Linked DNA regions of Mus musculus: region 2 is linked to region 1. A link is a contact called in public promoter capture Hi-C data. All regions are on one chromosome and are shown on one strand. Each heading gives the region's core, a stretch centred on a gene start, on an enhancer-like site or on the middle of the called end of the contact. The rest is flanking DNA. Distances are from core to core; before and after follow the strand shown.

Region 1 (7,956 bases), core at 1,514-4,013:
AGCTGATTTTTTTCTTTTCCCCCTCCGTTGGTCGCTTCCAAACACACACACTCCCTAGGAACCGCTTCCAAACTTAAGTTACAGAGAGGCTGTTTGGCCCTCATTGACTGTTGTCGGGAAGCAGTAGTTTCCTGCCACATGGGGTGAGCTCCCCAAAGGAGCTTGGAAGATCAATATTGGTTTCCTTGGAACGAGAACAGAAGCCACGGCCTTGTGCCCATCCCAAAGGGGCCAGCCTCTCACTACCGCTTTCCTCTGGTCTTTGAGGCAAGTTTCGAAAAAACACAATGCCGGGTGCTGCCCATGAGGCGAGGGGCCTTCTCTCTTCCTCCCTGGAATATCTGGCCTCAGGGAACATCTGTCTAAGCCTGGAAAGCCACCTGCCAGAGGGAAAGAAATGGTCAGGAATTCAGAAACCAGACATCGGCTGCCTACCCTTCAGCAGGGACAGCCTCGGAGAGACCCAGAAGGGACACCCAAGGATCCCTGGGAGAGCTACAAGAGGTAGGAGAAAGGAATTGAGTGCTAAAGCACAAGACAAGATGTCAAGGGAGCAGATGACCATTGAGACGGGGTGTGCCCAGAGGACATTAATAGTAAGCATCTGGCAGGATGGGAAGATGGACAGGAGTAGAGGCGGAGACAGGAGGGCAACTGGGTCTGGAGCAGTAGCTGAGGAAAGTGACCAAGAACACACCTCAGCCTCAGACTCCATGCCCAATGTTGGATTCCAGAGTCCTCTCTAGATCCAACAAGAGTTTGTCTCAAAATAAGGCCATTTCCCAGGTACTAGGGGTTAGAGTGCACATACCTGTTTGACATGGGACTGGCTATAGGGAAGAAAATGAATTGAGGTTTGGTTCCTATGCAGCTGCCTCGGGAGACTCTTTGGACCACCTACTAAGCCTTCATGCATCCTTCTCCCACGCATCCATCACACCATTGATGAGGGCGTGGCATGTGATGAACATTACCCTTGGCACCAAGAGCAGACACCCTGCCCTTATAGATCCACATTCCATCATGGACAGATGAAACAGACCAACACAGGCAGGTCCAGCGCCAAATGTCATGGGAAAGTCTCGTGAGGCTAGGGAGGAGACAGGGTGTGCAAGCATGGAGCCTAGGGATGTCTTGTCGGAGAGATGACACCTGAGTCAACACCTGAAGGACGTGGCCTCAACGGGTGACAGAAGATGCATTCTATGTATAAGTCACAGTCAGCACAAAGAGGGATGGATGGGCCTGTCAAGTGCAGCAAACAGTCAGGAGGGCAGGTTTGACCTCCACAAAGGCTGCTTAGAGAAACCAGCTGTAGCAAACGTCTTGTGGAATGGAACCTAGGGGACGTCTGTGTGAGCATCCAGTTACCCTGTCCCCTACAGTTCTTAGACAGCATGTGCTACTGCCAGCTGTGATCTGTGCGTGCCACTAGCCTTGGTGTTGTGCATTGTTTTTAAGGTTTATTTTATGTGTATGTGATAATGAGTGCCTACATGTATGTGCGTTTGGTACCCATCAAGACCAGAAGAGGGCAGCAGATCCCCTGGAAGTGGAGTAACAGGTAATTGTGAACTTGTGTGAGTGCTGGGAATTGAACTTGGGTCTTCTGCAAGAGCAGAAGTACTCTTAACCAACGAGCCCTCAATGTCACATTTTTAAAAAACGGGTTCTATCTGTAGTGCCTGCCCCCCCCCCAAGAGGCTCTGCTAACACTGTGGTACAAGGCTCTTCATCATTTGTGTTCTTAGTGCAGACTCTCCAGTGTGGCTAGGGTCCTAGTTAAACAGACACAAATAGGTAGATCCAAGGACATGGGAATTGTCTTCCAAGCATTGGCCCTGTTCTGACTTCTAGGGCCAGTAGAGGGTTAACCCCTCCTGATCTGCTAAACTAGCTAACCCTTCTCAGGATAGGTAGAAGTCCACAGCAAGCTGCAGCATTCTGAGCGGGCTATGACAGAAGTCAGGAGCAGAGTGGGGGGCAGAGCTGGTCAGGGGTCAGATGATGTTTAAATCAGAGGACAGCCAGGGTCTCTATATAGAAAGGGGAGGTGCCGGTGGGTAGAAGGGCAGAGGTAGGACTGAGGGCAGTTGAGGGGTGGATAGAGGTTTTCGGGGGGTGGGGGAGTCTGCTGGATGTGACAAGTGAGAAATGCTCCCTCTTCGTGGTTCCATTGCTTCAAGGGAGCCCATAGTGGAACGGAGAGCGTCACATTTGGGGAGAAAAGAGAAACTCGCCATTATGAAAAGTGGGTTTGCACGGAATTCTGGTCCAGGAAGAGACAGGCAGTCAGGATTTAAAGAGTATCCCATCAGTCTCTGCTGCGGTGCATCTTTAGTGATGCGTTCCTTGGCTACCTGAGGAGGGAACTGGTCCCATTTCTGAGACCATATGGTTTCTTACCACTGAAGTGCCTGCCCCCAGATGCCCTTGACCCTTGATGCCCCATTCAGACTCTCTACATCGGGCCGAGTTCAGGACACTTGTCATGGGAGCAGGATCGGGATGCGGTGCTGGAAGAACTGGCTTCAAGAGTTGGGCAAAAGTGGTTCCCGAAGAGGCCAGGCACAGTCTGCTGGGAGAACCACAGCTGCCTGGGAAACCTTGGAGAGGCCTCCGCAGGAATGGGTGGTGCCTTTGAGGGGCGCGTCTCTTTGAGGCGGAGCTTTGGGGGAAGCAGGAGTGGTCTGGGAGGACGAGGCGTGCCTGGGGCGGGGTTCTGCCGCCCTGGATCGAGCTACAGTCCAGCACCGGCCTGCAGAGGCGGCTCCGGAGGGGCGGGGCGGCTCCTCCCTCGGGTCCGCTGCGAGCCCGCGCCTCCCAATTCCCGGAGCCGAGGAGGGCTCGCGGCGGCCGCTCCGCTGGGCTCCAGGTTGGGCTGCTGGGCGCTGGGCCAGGGCGGGCGGGAGCGGGGCGAGGGCTTGCGCGGAGGGCGGCGGCCTGGGCTCGCCGAGCCATGGCGGCCCCGGAGCCGGCGCCGAGGAGAGGCCGGGAGCGCGAGCGGGAGGACGAGAGCGAGGACGAGAGCGACATCCTGGAGGAGAGCCCGTGTGGCCGCTGGCAGAAGCGGCGGGAGCAGGTGGGCACGGGTGCGGGTGACGCCGCCGTCCCGTAGCCTAAGGATAGAAGCCATGGGATCCGTGGGGCCGAGCCAGTATGAGGGTCTCCCCGGACGCCCTGGCCTCTGGAGGCCCTCGGATCCCTTTGGCCCCAAGCCCTGGTGAGAAACCCCCATTCCTTGAACACCGGTGTCATACTGGGACCACCTCCACGTGCCTCTTGGATCCCTACTACCGCTCTGGGGATCTCCCCAACCTCTAAAACCTGCGTACCTTCTGGCCCAGCCCCTGGACACCACCCTTCTCCCCCTGGGTTCTTGATTCCCAGCCTTACCTCCTCAGCCCTCCCACTGAGCTGGGCAAGGCTAGCAGCACATTCACGGCTGGGGGAAGGTTGTGGCGGAGACCACGTCCACACCCTGGGTCTATTCGTATCAGGACACACATTCTTCCCACCTAGGTGAACCAAGGGAACATGCCCGGGATCCAGAGCACCTTTCTGGCCATGGACACGGAGGAGGGTGTAGAAGTGGTGTGGAACGAACTTCACTTCGGGGATAGGAAGGCCTTTGCGGCCCATGAGGTGAGGCCTGTCTATACCCGCTTTGCCCCATACCGTTGATTGGCCCCACAACCATCCTCTTTCCCCAGGAGAAGATCCAGACCATGTTTGAGCAGCTGGCGCTGGTGGACCATCCCAACATCGTCAAGCTGCACAAGTATTGGCTGGACGCCTCTGAGGCCCGCGCGAGGGTGAGCTAGGGGCGGGTGAAGGGCGGAGTGAAGCCACAGGCTGGGTGGGGCAGCATGGAGACCCACCCGCAACGGCGGAGCCCGCCTGCCCGCAGGTCATCTTCATCACAGAATACGTGTCGTCTGGCAGCCTCAAGCAGTTCCTCAAAAAGACCAAGAAGAACCACAAGGCCATGAACGCCCGGGTATGGGGAGTGGGCTGGGGACTGGAGGGAGTCCAGCAGAACTTAGGGACAGTAGTGGGGCGGGGGACTCCGAAAAACCTCGGTTCAGGAGTGGGGTAGCGGGCGGGCTCCGCAGGCTCAGCAGCCTTTTGGTGCCCACCCGACGGAGTCGTGCGTCCGCTGCCAGGCCTGGAAGCGCTGGTGTACGCAGATCCTGTCTGCACTCAGGTGAGAGCCTGGCCTTGCCCACGCGCTTGCCCCCTGCTCTGCACCTTTCCGCTGCTCTCTGACCCGGTTCTTCCTGCCTCTCATCCTCTATGCTTGCAGTTTTTTGCACGCCTGCAGTCCCCCCATCATCCACGGGAACCTGACGAGCGACACCATCTTCATTCAGCACAATGGCCTCATCAAGATCGGCTCCGGTGCTGGCGAGGCGGGGCAGGGGGCAGGGGGCAGGGGTGGGGAACCTGCGGGAGCCCTGGACAGAGACTGCCCAGTCTCCCCGCCCAACTGACATCCTGTCTTTCTCTCTGCGTTGGCTGTTGCAGTGTGGTACCGCATCTTCTCCAATGGTGTGTGGGGTCTCTGGGGGTGTGGGGACCATGGAGAAACTTGTCTGTTTAGCTCCACCCTTTTCCTCAGCACTTCCTGATGATCTCCGGAGCCCTATTCGAGCTGAACGGGAAGAACTCCGAAACCTGCACTTTTTCCCACCAGAGTATGGCGGTGAGTCCCTGAGCTGCTCTCAGGCATCTGACGGGCTAGCACATCAGAACTGACCAACGCTGTCTTGCTTCTCCCATTTCAGAAGTCAATGATGGGACTGCTGTGGACATCTTCTCCTTCGGGATGTGTGCACTGGAGGTACTGTCCACTCTCCTCATAGCCCCTGCTCCAGGGTCTACGCCATCCCACCAATTCCAATTTGTCCCTGCACCCAGATGGCTGTACTCGAGATCCAAGCCAACGGGGATACCAGAGTCACAGAAGAGGCCATCGCTCGAGCCAGGCACTCACTGAGTGACCCCAACATGCGGGTGAGCAGCTTACCTTGCCCCTCTGGGGCTGGCTGCAGGTGCTTCAGCTTACCCTTGAAGTGCTCTAGGCAGGCCAGAGGGGCAGCCTGGTCGGTAAATCTGAGAGGGGCAGCCTGGTCAGTACATCTGAGAGTGTAGCAGGAGGACTAAGGCCCACCTGAAAGGAAGACTCTTCCAGAAGCTCACAGACTCCACAAGGGTGAATGGAAGTAGGCATACGTGTTTGGAGCCCAAGGCTTGCCTGTCCTCAAGTGTCCAGAATCAGATCTTGAGCTGCTAATGGGATGACTTCTCTGCTCATTCATACAGGAAGGCTCTTTCAGCATCCCTGAGGTGGGAGGATGTGGTGATTGGACCGGTGGGGTCTAGAGTCTTGAAGGACCTCCTCTAGAGCGAGGACTTTTCCAGCTATCACCTGTCTTTCTTGTTTACAACCTAGGAATTCATCCTCTCCTGCCTGGCCCGGGACCCTGCCCGCCGACCCTCAGCCCACAACCTCCTCTTCCACCGAGTGCTCTTTGAGGTGCACTCGCTGAAGCTGCTGGCAGCTCACTGCTTCATCCAGCACCAGTGTGAGGGGCAGAAGGGCCGGGGTGGGTCAGGATCCTGGGGTCAGGTAGTGGAAGGGTCTTTGCAGGACCCTTAGGTTGGGTCCATCCCCATGAGCACTTGTGTCGTTCACAGACCTCATGCCTGAGAATGTGGTAGAGGAAAAGACCAAGGCCATGGACCTCCATGCAGTTTTGGCTGAGATGCCGCAGCCCCATGGACCCCCAATGCAGTGGCGGTGAGTAGTGGCCAAACGGAGCCTCCCTTCCTAGCTGCTTGGCTAGGCTTTGCCCTGACATCTCTCATGTACCTTCCACACCATTCTAGGTACTCAGAGGTCTCCTTCTTGGAGCTGGACAAATTCCTAGAGGATGTCAGGTGAGAGCTGGCATGAGACTGAAGAAAAAGCACTATCAGGCCTGAGCCCCCACCTAGCTACCCACCCCCTTGTCTATCCCCAGGAACGGGATCTATCCACTGATGAACTTTGCGGCTGCTCGGCCCTTGGGGCTTCCCCGTGTGTTGGCCCCACCCCCAGAGGAAGCCCAAAAGGCCAAAACTCCAACGCCAGAACCCTTTGACTCGGAGACCAGGAAGGTGAGTCCCACCTCCTGCTGTACTGTGCTGTCTCTAGGAGTTGACCACAATCAGGGAATGGAAATGGATGCCTTTCTCTGGGGACCCGCCTCTCCCCATCCCCGTTCTCCCCCAGGCTGCCAGAGACCAAATCCAAGCTGACCCCTTTGTGGAAGCTGGAACCGGACCGACACAATCATTTCCCCAGAGGCTTCTTGCTTTTACAGTCCTTCCCCCATCCGGTTGCATGCTCTCTTCCAGAGGCTTTGGCTACGTCTGTTCCCCGTCTGGATCCAGAGCCATTGCTCCGGTCTCCCTTCTCATAGCTTCCTTCGTTCCTCAATACACCCTAAATTCAATTGCCAGTAGTCTACATGGCCTGCCCAGAGAACTAGTGGAAATCAGCCTAAGCCCCAGCCTCCTGTCCTCCTCCTGGTGGCACCTTGGTTTTCTGTACAGTCACACCCTGCGGGGCACAGCGTTTCTTTGCTTTCCACGGTTCTCTTTCTGTTTCTGTCTCTCTGCCTCCCCCATCCCCTCTCTGGCATTGTATTCATCATTCAGGACCCAAACCGAAGGCTGTCTTGGAAGCTTCCCTAATACTCAGGGCTGGTGCAGTAAGACGTGCTTTTCCGACTTCCCTTGGAGACCATTTACCATCTTTGGGTCTCTGCTGCTCCTTCTGGGCTCCTCTGTAAAGCCGTGCTCTGTGGCTAATACACCTTCCCTGCCCACAGGTGGTCCAGATGCAGTGCAACCTGGAAAGAAGCGAGGACAAGGCTCGGTGGCACGTGAGCAAGGGGCCTGGTTGAGACTAGGGAAGATGGGGACCAATCAACTCTGGCGCCGCTCTGACCACGCCCTTCCGTCTGCAGCTTACTCTGCTCTTGGTGCTTGAGGACCGGCTACATCGGCAGCTGACCTATGATCTGCTCCCAAGTAGGCTGGTAGTGGGGTCAGGTGGTGGGCTGAGGCTCAGGCACTGGCTAGTGCCATGACTCATTTGTCCTGTGTTCTCTCTTCAGCGGACAGTGCCCAGGACCTCGCTGCTGAACTAGTGCATTATGGCTTCCTGCACGAGGTGGGCGGGTGCGCTTTGGGTGTGGAAAGGTGCAGGGTCTGCCGAGCTGCCCGGTACTACCATGCTTCCCTACTCATCCACTGCAGGATGACAGGACAAAGCTAGCAGCCTTTCTGGAGACCACTTTTCTCAAGTACCGAGGGACGCAAGCGTGACCTTCCCAGTCCTGACGGCCCAGCAGAGATACAGGGGCTCAGGGTTGTCCACTTGGCAAAGAGCCCCCACACTGCTCAAAGCTGCCTTCTGCCTGTGTTCCCTGGAACTGAACACAGGCCCTGCTAGTGAAGACACCCCCACCCCCCAGCTTTCTGCAGCAGTGTGGGACCCTGGGGTGGTGATGGAGCCCTGAGCCTGGACGAGAGTGGATACAGGTCAGTTAGGGGAACCGCTCCATCTGGTACTAGACAACAGCCATGCCTTCAGGTGGCATAGAAACCTAGGGAAGGAGCCTGAACTCAGGTGTCACAGTGCTGGGCATCAGGCAGACCAGACCTGACCTGATTGGAGAACTGTAGACTAGATAGCTTGGAGTTGAACCCATGGCCAGGGAATTCCTTGGTCCTGCTCAGACCAGTCCTGATCCCTTGCAGACCTGCCTTGAGCCCTCTTTCTGATCTTCCACACTCTTGAGACCAGGACCTGTGTCCTCCCCAAAGCCCTTGGGAAGGATCTTTCTATTCATCATCCCTCTGGCCTAGGGGCTCAGGGGTCAGGCATCCTCCACATTCCCTCCC
Region 2 (7,956 bases), core at 2,144-4,643, 450 kb before region 1:
ACAACCCTACAGATGCCACAGGGCAAAGGCCCAGGAGTTTGAGTGGAAGACAGCTAGCTATGTGTCTACCTAAAGGGACACATTGTGGCTTTGACTATAGAAGCTGGAAACTTTATTCGCTGGAGGTCTGATAAGCAATGCTGTCAAGTTCAAAGGTCCCAAGAGGGTCAGAACTTTAAAAGAAAAAAAAAAACAAAAAAACCCCCAAAAAACAAAAAAACGGCCCTGGGGGCTGGAGAGAAGGCTCAGTGGTTAAAAGCACTTACTGTTCTTCCAGAGGACCTGGGTTCAATTTCCAGCACTCTCATGGCACCTCATAGCAGTCGGTAACTCCAGTTCCAGTGGATTGGATATTCAATTTTGACCTCCTCAAGCAAAATACCCATGCATATAAAATTACAAAAAAAGTAAAGCAAAATTTGTACCTGGACCTTGCACCAAACTCTGAAGGTGACGATCTTGGCAGAAGGGTCTTGTGTGTAATCAGCCCCCACCACCCCCCCAAGTTTCCTTGTTGGTTGACTTCCCAACCATGCCAGACCCTCACACCCTGAAGACGCGGTGTGGAGCAGTGAGTGACCCTGCTGCTTGTCCAGCCAATCGAAGGCATTATCCTGCTTCAGCCCCACATGGGCCCTGGGAGTTGGCCTTCAGCTACCGAAGTAGTCCCAGAAAAGCAAAGCAATCATGTAGGAGTCCTGAGGTCACCCAAGGCCCTGCAAGAGCCACTAGGCGAGTGGAGGAAGCTATAACCAGGATCCTGGGGGAGAGGGGCTGCCTACGGAGGGAAGGAGGCCTGGCATAGAGCTGTGCTCATGGGATTAACAACCCATTGGATGAAGATGTTTTATTGTGCAAATCCCACAGAGGTCCCAGGGGTGAAGGCCGCGCAGCTCCAATCTATCCCTGGGTCTGGGCCTGCTCTTTGGTCCTCACACTGGTCTTTTCTCCAAAGCCAGGTCTCTTGTGGAGTGTGAAATATCCATATTATCTGTGTGTAGGGTGGCCACCTTGGGCCACAGGACCCAGGCACTGTGACCATCCCTCCTACCCTCCAGGTGGAGACAAGTGTGAAGTAACTCCTACACGTCTGGGTTCAGAGGCCACACTGGTCCACACAGTCCTTTCCGCTGCGAAATACTCGGTAGATGCTGGTAGGAGGGAACATGGCGACCGCACCCAGCAGAGAGCCCACCTGAATAGCCACGCCAGCAGCGAGCAGTGCTGGCCGGCCTCCGCTGTGTAACATGGAACTGATCGCCACCTTGATATACGAGAACGTGCCTGCGCACAGGACCCATGAGAGTACCTGAAAGGGGAGTGGGGCGGGGTGTCGTAGAGGGGAGATTCGCAGCAGCGGGCTGAGCATGAAATTCCCCTGCTATGAGACAAGCCCTGTTCCTGTTTCATGTCCCCATTGTACTTACCACGAGGACCACACCTGCAGAGGTGCCCACCAGAGGAGGACAGGGACTTAAGGCTGCCAGTGTCATCAGGTAGGAGCCCAAGAGCATGCCCAGCAGAGACAGACCACACAGCCCTGCCAGAGACCTGCCAAGGATGGGCTGGGATCAGGACTGGCTGTGCCAGGCCCTGGCCCACCTCAAGCTCTTCCCCATGGGGGCTTGGGAGTCCGTGAGCACCTGCACAGCACTGCCATGGCCAGAAAGCAGGCAAGGGGGTTGGCACAGCTACCCAGTACGACAGCCAAGTGGTAGGCCAGGCGCCCATAGGGCAGGCAGGAAAAGCTCTGTACAGCGGGCAGCACGCCATTGGTCAGAGCATTGGTGATGGCCAGCAGGCCCAGTAGACAGGCACTTCGGGAAGAGAACAGCTGATGGGCCTTAGGGTCTGGGCTGGAAACAATGCCTGCCACCTGGCCTGGTGGCTCCTGCAAAGGTGAGGCCTCTTCCTCTTCCTCTTCCTCCTCTGTTCCTGGTGTTTCTACCCGAAGCCCTGTACCTGTTGTGGGTTCAGATGTCGGGGATGGCAGTAGTAACAGGAGGCCTTGGAAGGCAGCTGCTGAAGTGCCCAGAAGGGCAGTCAACACCCAGAAGAACGTGGTGGCAGAAAACCGTTCAGGGAAATTAATGGGAGACACCTCGATCGGAGGCCCAGTGGTCCTGTTGGCAGGCACATGCAGGCACTCAAGGCGGCCCACCCCTTGACCCAGGGCTAGCACACAGGGCAGGAGGGCACTCAGGCCCTGACCCAGGAAGAAAGACCGTAAAAAGGGGGGTGGGAGGTGGCTCAAGAAGGGCAGGAAAGTGACATTAGAAGCACAGCAGGCCAATGCCAGCACAAACGCCAGCGTTAGGAAGGCCACTGAGTACGGCTTTCCTGCCACTGGGGCCACGTGGTTCCACAGAGAGGCCAGTAGGCCTGTGCCCACTATGCCTAGCCCCTGAACCACTCGGATGGGGACTTGCTCGCCCTTGCCGCGAGCCAGACGCCTCCACAGAGTCACCAGCAGCAGACCCAGGTTTCCCAGCGCCACAAGCACAGAGAGGTAGGAAGGGAGGCTCCAACCTGCAGTGGAAGGAGGAGATAGTGTAAAGGCACCAGGCTAAGGAACGAAGAGCAGCAACAGCAGCAGCCTACCTCCGCCCACTTCACTCACCCTCCGGGAGCTCTTTCACCACTACCGGCAGCTCTACCCAGATCCCGTTGACAGCAGCCCAGGAGCCCATGCCGAAAAGGGCCACCAGCAGATGGGTCAGCACCAGTCGGCCCAGCGGAGGTGCTGCCATTAGGTCAAAGGTCAAAGCGGGCCCTCCAGGACAAAGCGAAGGTAACAGTCCGCCCTTTTCCCACGTAGATCCAAAGCTTCTCTAACTATTCTAGAGAAAAAAAGAGTCAAGCTTTTTCACCTGGACGGAGACAAAAAACAAACCAAAACAAACCAAAACAAAACAAACAAACAAACAAAAAAACATGCGAGTGGGCAGAGTCAGGGTCTGAGGTGGCCAGATTGCAAAACCAAGGCACCTGGAGGGAGGCGGCGGATAGATCAGGAGCTGCACCTACCATGGAGCCTGCACCGGGACCCTTCTGTACAAGACTGGCAAGCGGGGGAGCGAGAAGCTGGCTTAAAGCATGGTTCCGGGGAGGAAGATGAGCGAAAGAGCCAGTCCTTGATGCTTGCGGAGGACCAAGTCTTGGCGCGGCTAAACCAGACTGGATGACAGCTAACTTCAGGCAGCCGGCGTGGATCGGCAAGAGGTGTGGCTGGCTGACTTGATTCGATTCTGGGCTCCTCGGCTGAGTGCGGTGCATCAGGGGCGTGGGGCCGGAGCAGCCCGCCCAGCCCCGGGAGCACGCCACTTAGCCCGGAAGGCAGCCAAACCCCAGCCAAAGGGTTGTAGTAAGACGCCGGCTAATGCGCTAGACTGCGGCGGAAGTCCCACCCCCGGAAGCTAAGTGTAGTGTAAAGGAGTGAGCTAAGGGGCCACGCCCCTTCCTCTCTGCCCACCCACCTTCCGCTTTTAGTTCAGCTCCCGGGGGCTATGGCTCCCGTGGCCTCTAGGCGAGTTAGACGTCGAGTTCGAAGCTCCAAGCGGCCCGATGCGCGGGGCCGCTCGGCGGAGGACTGGTGGTGGGACCGCCTGGCACCTCGCGGCTCTGGGTACCACCTGCTGCAAGCGGACAGCATGTTGCTCGTGCTGCCGGACCTGGAGCCTCCCCGCGCTCGTGCGCACCGGCGCGCCCGTCGCCGCGCTCCGAGGTCACTGGCTCGTGGCCCCACGGCTGTCGCCAAGCCCAGGACCAAACCCCGACCGGAGCCGTCGCTCGATCAGGGCCTGGACTCTGGTTGGGGAGACCGTATTCCCTTAGAAGTCCTGGTGCATATTTTCGGGTTGTTGGTTGCGGCTCATGGGCCCATGCCGTTTCTTGGCAGGTACACCAACAGCGCCTGCCGCGGTAGAGACTGGCGCACTGAGCGGGTGCTGCAGAGCAGAGGGCAGAGCAGGCATCACATCGGGCGAACACAAGTGCTCCGGCACCTGTCTTCACTTAGAGCTCAAAGCCTAGCACTGAGAACGGGCGACGGCAGGCTTTAAGACCGCTGCGCTGCTCCTAAAACACTCCATTGTAGGCATTACCCGCAAAAGGCCACGCACTCTCAGCAAACTTTTTCTTCTCCTAGGGCTGCACGCGTTTGCCGTCACTGGCACGAAGCCACCTCCCATCCTTCACTCTGGCATACTGTGACCCTGTCACCCTCGCTGGTTGGCCGGGCTGGCAAGGGCAACCTTAAGGGAGAGAAGAAGCTCCTTGCTTGCCTGGAGTGGCTCGTACCCAATCGGTGAGGGCTCCTTGTCATCTTACTGTCTGTTGTCTTCCCTGCATCCGCGTTGAGTAGGGGAGGATTCTGTCCAGAAGGGGGCAGCGTAAGGACAAGAGCACAACTACAGCCGGGCCTTGCTGTCGCCCAGGTTCTCTCAGCTCCAGAGCTTGACCCTCATCCACTGGAAGTCTCAAGTACACTCTGTGTTGGAGGTAAGAGCTGGAGACTGCCCTGCACACAAGCTGTCACGTTTGAGTGGTCTACTATGGGGAGGGTGCCCTGGTGGTGTACCACAGAGTTGTCTGCCTGCCTGCTCAGTTTCGTCTTGCTGACATCTTAGGAAATTGCTGGAGGAGACAGCAATTTCCATGTAGGCCTGGCGTGGACAGAATGGAGTCATAGCTGGGACTATAGGATAGGCTTGTCATGACTACCAGTGTCCCTGTAGATAGACCTTTACCTGCCCTCCACAACCCTGGATGGTCTCTCTCTCTCTCTCTATCTCTTGCTACAGCTGGTTAGCAAGTTCTGCCCTCGGCTCACCTTCCTCAAGCTTTCAGACTGCCACACTGTGACTGCTGAAACTCTGGTCATGTTAGCGAGAGCCTGCTGCCAGCTCCACAGCCTGGACCTACATCATTCCATGGTGAGTCCTTTGCCGTGGGTGGGTGGGGGACCCTGAAATCGCCTGGGCCCTTGTGACATGCATGAGCTGCACCTTTGGGCTGGATCCCCAGGTGGAGTCCACAGCTGTGGTGAGCTTCTTGGAGGAGGCCGGGTCCCGAATGCGTAAACTGTGGCTGACCTACAGTTCCCAGACGACGGCCATCTTGGGCGCACTGCTGGTAGGCTGGGGATGGTCAGGAAAAGGGCTCAGTGGGGACCAGCCCAGGCCTTTGACCTAGCAGTGTTTATCCCACCATTCCAGGACAACTGCTGCCCACAGCTCCAAGTCCTCCAGGTCAGCACTGGCATGAACTGCAACAACACACCCCTGCAGCTGCCTGTGGAAGCCCTGCAGAAAGGCTGCCCCCAGCTGCAGGTATTTATACCCTACTGTCTCCCACCTGCCACCCCTTGCCATATCTGCAGCCTGTCCCTCCTCCCTCCTTCTTCTTCCCTCTTCCTAGGTGCTGCGGCTGCTGAATCTGATTTGGCTTCCCAAGCCGTGTGGCCGAGGCGTGCCCCAGGGACCAGGCTTCCCCAGTCTTGAGGAGCTCTGTTTGGCTGGCTCCACCTGCAACTTTGTGAGCAATGAGGTTCTGGGCCGATTGCTCCATCGCTCCCCGAAACTGCGCATGCTGGACCTTCGAGGCTGCGCTAGGGTCACTCCTAGCGGTCTGTGTCATCTGCCATGTCAAGGTCAGCTAGCTGGCTTTGCTTGGGAAGGTGTGGGGGGGTCGGGGTGGGGTGGGGGTGGTCACTGAGTGCCCTAATAGTCACACCGAGTTCTCCCATCTCAGAGCTGGAGCAACTCTACCTGGGCCTGTATGGCATATCTGATGGCTTGACCCTGGCTAAGGATGGCAGCCCCCTGTTGACCCGGAAGTGGTATCACACCCTGAGGGAGCTGGACTTCAGTGGCCAAGGCTTCAGCGAGAAGGACTTGGAACAGGCCCTGGCTGTTTTCTCGGGCACCCCTGGGGGCTTACACCCAGCCTTGTGCTCCCTCAACCTGAGGGGTACCCGAGTTACCCCAAGCACGGTCAGGTCAGTGCACCGTTCACTAATTCTGTGGATCTTGAACCACTTGCTGCCGTGTCTCACTTAGGGACCAGAGGAGTGCTCCCTGACTCCTCATTGCCAGGGTCCAGGAGGGGTATAGACACGAGTCACTCGTCCAACTCCTTGGGGACACCGAGAGTACTAGATTTGGGCTTGGGTGGCTTGGGGTGGTAGGCCTGGTATATGTGAGGGCAGACGGGGCTCTCTGGCCAACAGCTCACTTTCCCACGGCTTGCCTGTTCACAGTTCTGTGATTAGTGGTTGCCCGGGGCTGCTGTATCTTAACCTGGAGTCCTGTCGTTGCCTCCCCCGAGGTCTGAAGCGCGTCTACCGGGGCCTGGAGGAAGTCCAGTGGTGTCTAGAGCAGCTACTTACCAGCCCGCCCTCTGCCAAAGAGCCCACTTAGAGGGCAGCCAGGTTTACCCTGCTCATTTTCACTTTGAAATGTTGGAGGTTTTGTTACAATAAAGGTTTTTTTTTAAAAAAAGATTTATTTATTTATTATATGTAAGTACACTGTAGCTATCTTTAGACACACCAGAAGAGGGCATCAGATCTCATTACAGATGGTTGTGAGCCACCATGTGGCTGCTGGGACTTGAACTCGGGACCCTCAGAAGAGCAGTCTGTGCTCTTAACCACTGAGCCATCTCTCCAGCCCCACAATTAAGTAATTTTTAGGCACTCTGTACAGTCCTTTGTTGTTTTATTTGAGATCCTTTTCACACAAATTTAGGCTGGCTTGGAACTCACGGTGTAGCCCAGGCTGACTCACAACAATTCACCCATCTCAGCCTCCAATGTGGTAGGCTTACAAGCAGAAACCAACACGTCAGACTGTGTATGGTCCTTAGAGTAAGTGGTTGGGTGAGGAACAGGGTTATACATGATGGAGTATGCTACAGCAGGCATGAACCTGTGTGTGTGTGTGTGTGTGTGTGTGTGTGTGTTAAGTGTCTTAGCTCACTTGGGACACAGTTGTCTAAGGATAGGGTAGACAGTGAGGTATAAAATAGTAGGAGCGAGAAAAAGACCTTTATCAGCTACCAGCATCCATGAAGTGACAGTGTTGGTAGCACGGGCTCAGGTTGTCCAACCACGAGGCAGCCAGGCTACCTTCCAGGTAGTGGAGACTAACCAGGGAGGGCAAGCTCACTAGATAGGTGTGGTCAATAGAAAAGCCCCTTCTAGAACCCTTTACTCTGAGCTTCTAGAACCCAGGCAGCCCAGCCTGGACTGCTCCCTGCTTCTCTGCCCTGCTGTTGTCTGGCGGCTCTTGATTCTTCCCTCAGCTGCAACCCTGGAATTGTCTCGGGTGGGAGCCCTGTATAAAGACAGTGGGGCAGCGGCAGTGGGCAAGCTGGATCCTGACCAGATCTACCTAATTAGGTCCCCAAGGAGCAGCAGGCCAGTGGCTCCCGCTTCTCCGCCCTTGTTAAGTACTTCAAACTCTGGAACGTAGGACTCTTCTCTACCGAGCGCCACTTAGCCAATCAGCTCAAGAATAACAGCTTTTACCCCTTCAAGCAGCAACAGCCGGATGGTGGGCGGGGACTGGGCGTGGTCAGGATCCCAGAAGTGGGGAGGGTGGCTGGGGTTAGGAGGGTATAGGCAGGTGTACTTGTGGGAGGAGACGCGGTAGTACCATGGAGAATCTCCACTGGGCGGGCCCTTTCCCCCAAATCCCTGGTACTGTCCTGGAGCTAAGGGCAGCTCCTAGCTGTCCTCATGTGCTGGGTCATGCCGCCCTCAGTCTTTGTGCTCGAGTACTATTTGGACACGCTCTGGAAGGGGACGATGCTCTTTATCATCTGCCTTGTCTTCATTTCCTGTAATGTCCTGAGAGAGGTCAGAGCTCCTGCCCCACCCCACCCCACCCCACAGCCTCTTTGCATAGGGCCACACAAGAGCCTCTTGCCAGAACTCACTTCCGTTAATCCCTG

Evidence for each region. Capture Hi-C pulls out chosen DNA fragments and counts their contacts.
Region 2: a promoter capture Hi-C map of pancreatic islet shows a contact between it and region 1. The contact joins the promoter of Slc52a2 here to the promoter of Nrbp2 in region 1. A contact is called at or near these places in 1 of 484 Hi-C or Micro-C datasets (natural killer cells), 3 of 115 datasets of contacts at active chromatin or transcription factors (astrocytes, embryonic stem cells and thymic regulatory T cells) and 2 of 9 other capture datasets (liver and pancreatic islet).

What each region holds. Positions count from the first base shown.
Region 1 is chr15:76,086,497-76,094,452 of GRCm38.p6, reverse strand. It overlaps Nrbp2 (nuclear receptor binding protein 2), which reads left to right and starts at 2,763. Exons shown (of 18, transcript NM_001358359.1): 1 at 2,763-3,082; 2 at 3,523-3,645; 3 at 3,714-3,815; 4 at 3,911-4,000; 5 at 4,167-4,207; 6 at 4,307-4,401; 7 at 4,528-4,551; 8 at 4,622-4,705; 9 at 4,788-4,843; 10 at 4,921-5,016; 11 at 5,456-5,588; 12 at 5,701-5,803; 13 at 5,893-5,943; 14 at 6,027-6,162; 4 more. The coding sequence starts at 2,960. The coding sequence ends at 7,377. Gm41349 (a long non-coding RNA gene) reads right to left here and starts at 3,748. Exons shown (of 4, transcript XR_003951571.1): 1 at 3,397-3,748; 2 at 2,407-3,119.
Region 2 is chr15:76,534,267-76,542,222 of GRCm38.p6, reverse strand. It overlaps Slc52a2 (solute carrier protein 52, member 2), which reads right to left and starts at 3,393. Exons shown (of 5, transcript NM_029643.4): 1 at 3,028-3,393; 2 at 2,621-2,840; 3 at 1,644-2,529; 4 at 1,428-1,551; 5 at 1-1,309. The coding sequence starts at 2,750. The coding sequence ends at 1,097. It overlaps Fbxl6 (F-box and leucine-rich repeat protein 6), which reads left to right and starts at 3,477. Exons shown (of 9, transcript NM_013909.2): 1 at 3,477-3,898; 2 at 4,148-4,306; 3 at 4,437-4,500; 4 at 4,803-4,934; 5 at 5,026-5,133; 6 at 5,217-5,330; 7 at 5,419-5,650; 8 at 5,752-5,998; 9 at 6,260-6,500. The coding sequence starts at 3,507. The coding sequence ends at 6,419. It overlaps Tmem249 (transmembrane protein 249), which reads left to right and starts at 7,226. Exons shown (of 6, transcript NM_001378247.1): 1 at 7,226-7,328; 2 at 7,403-7,556; 3 at 7,767-7,861. The coding sequence starts at 7,811.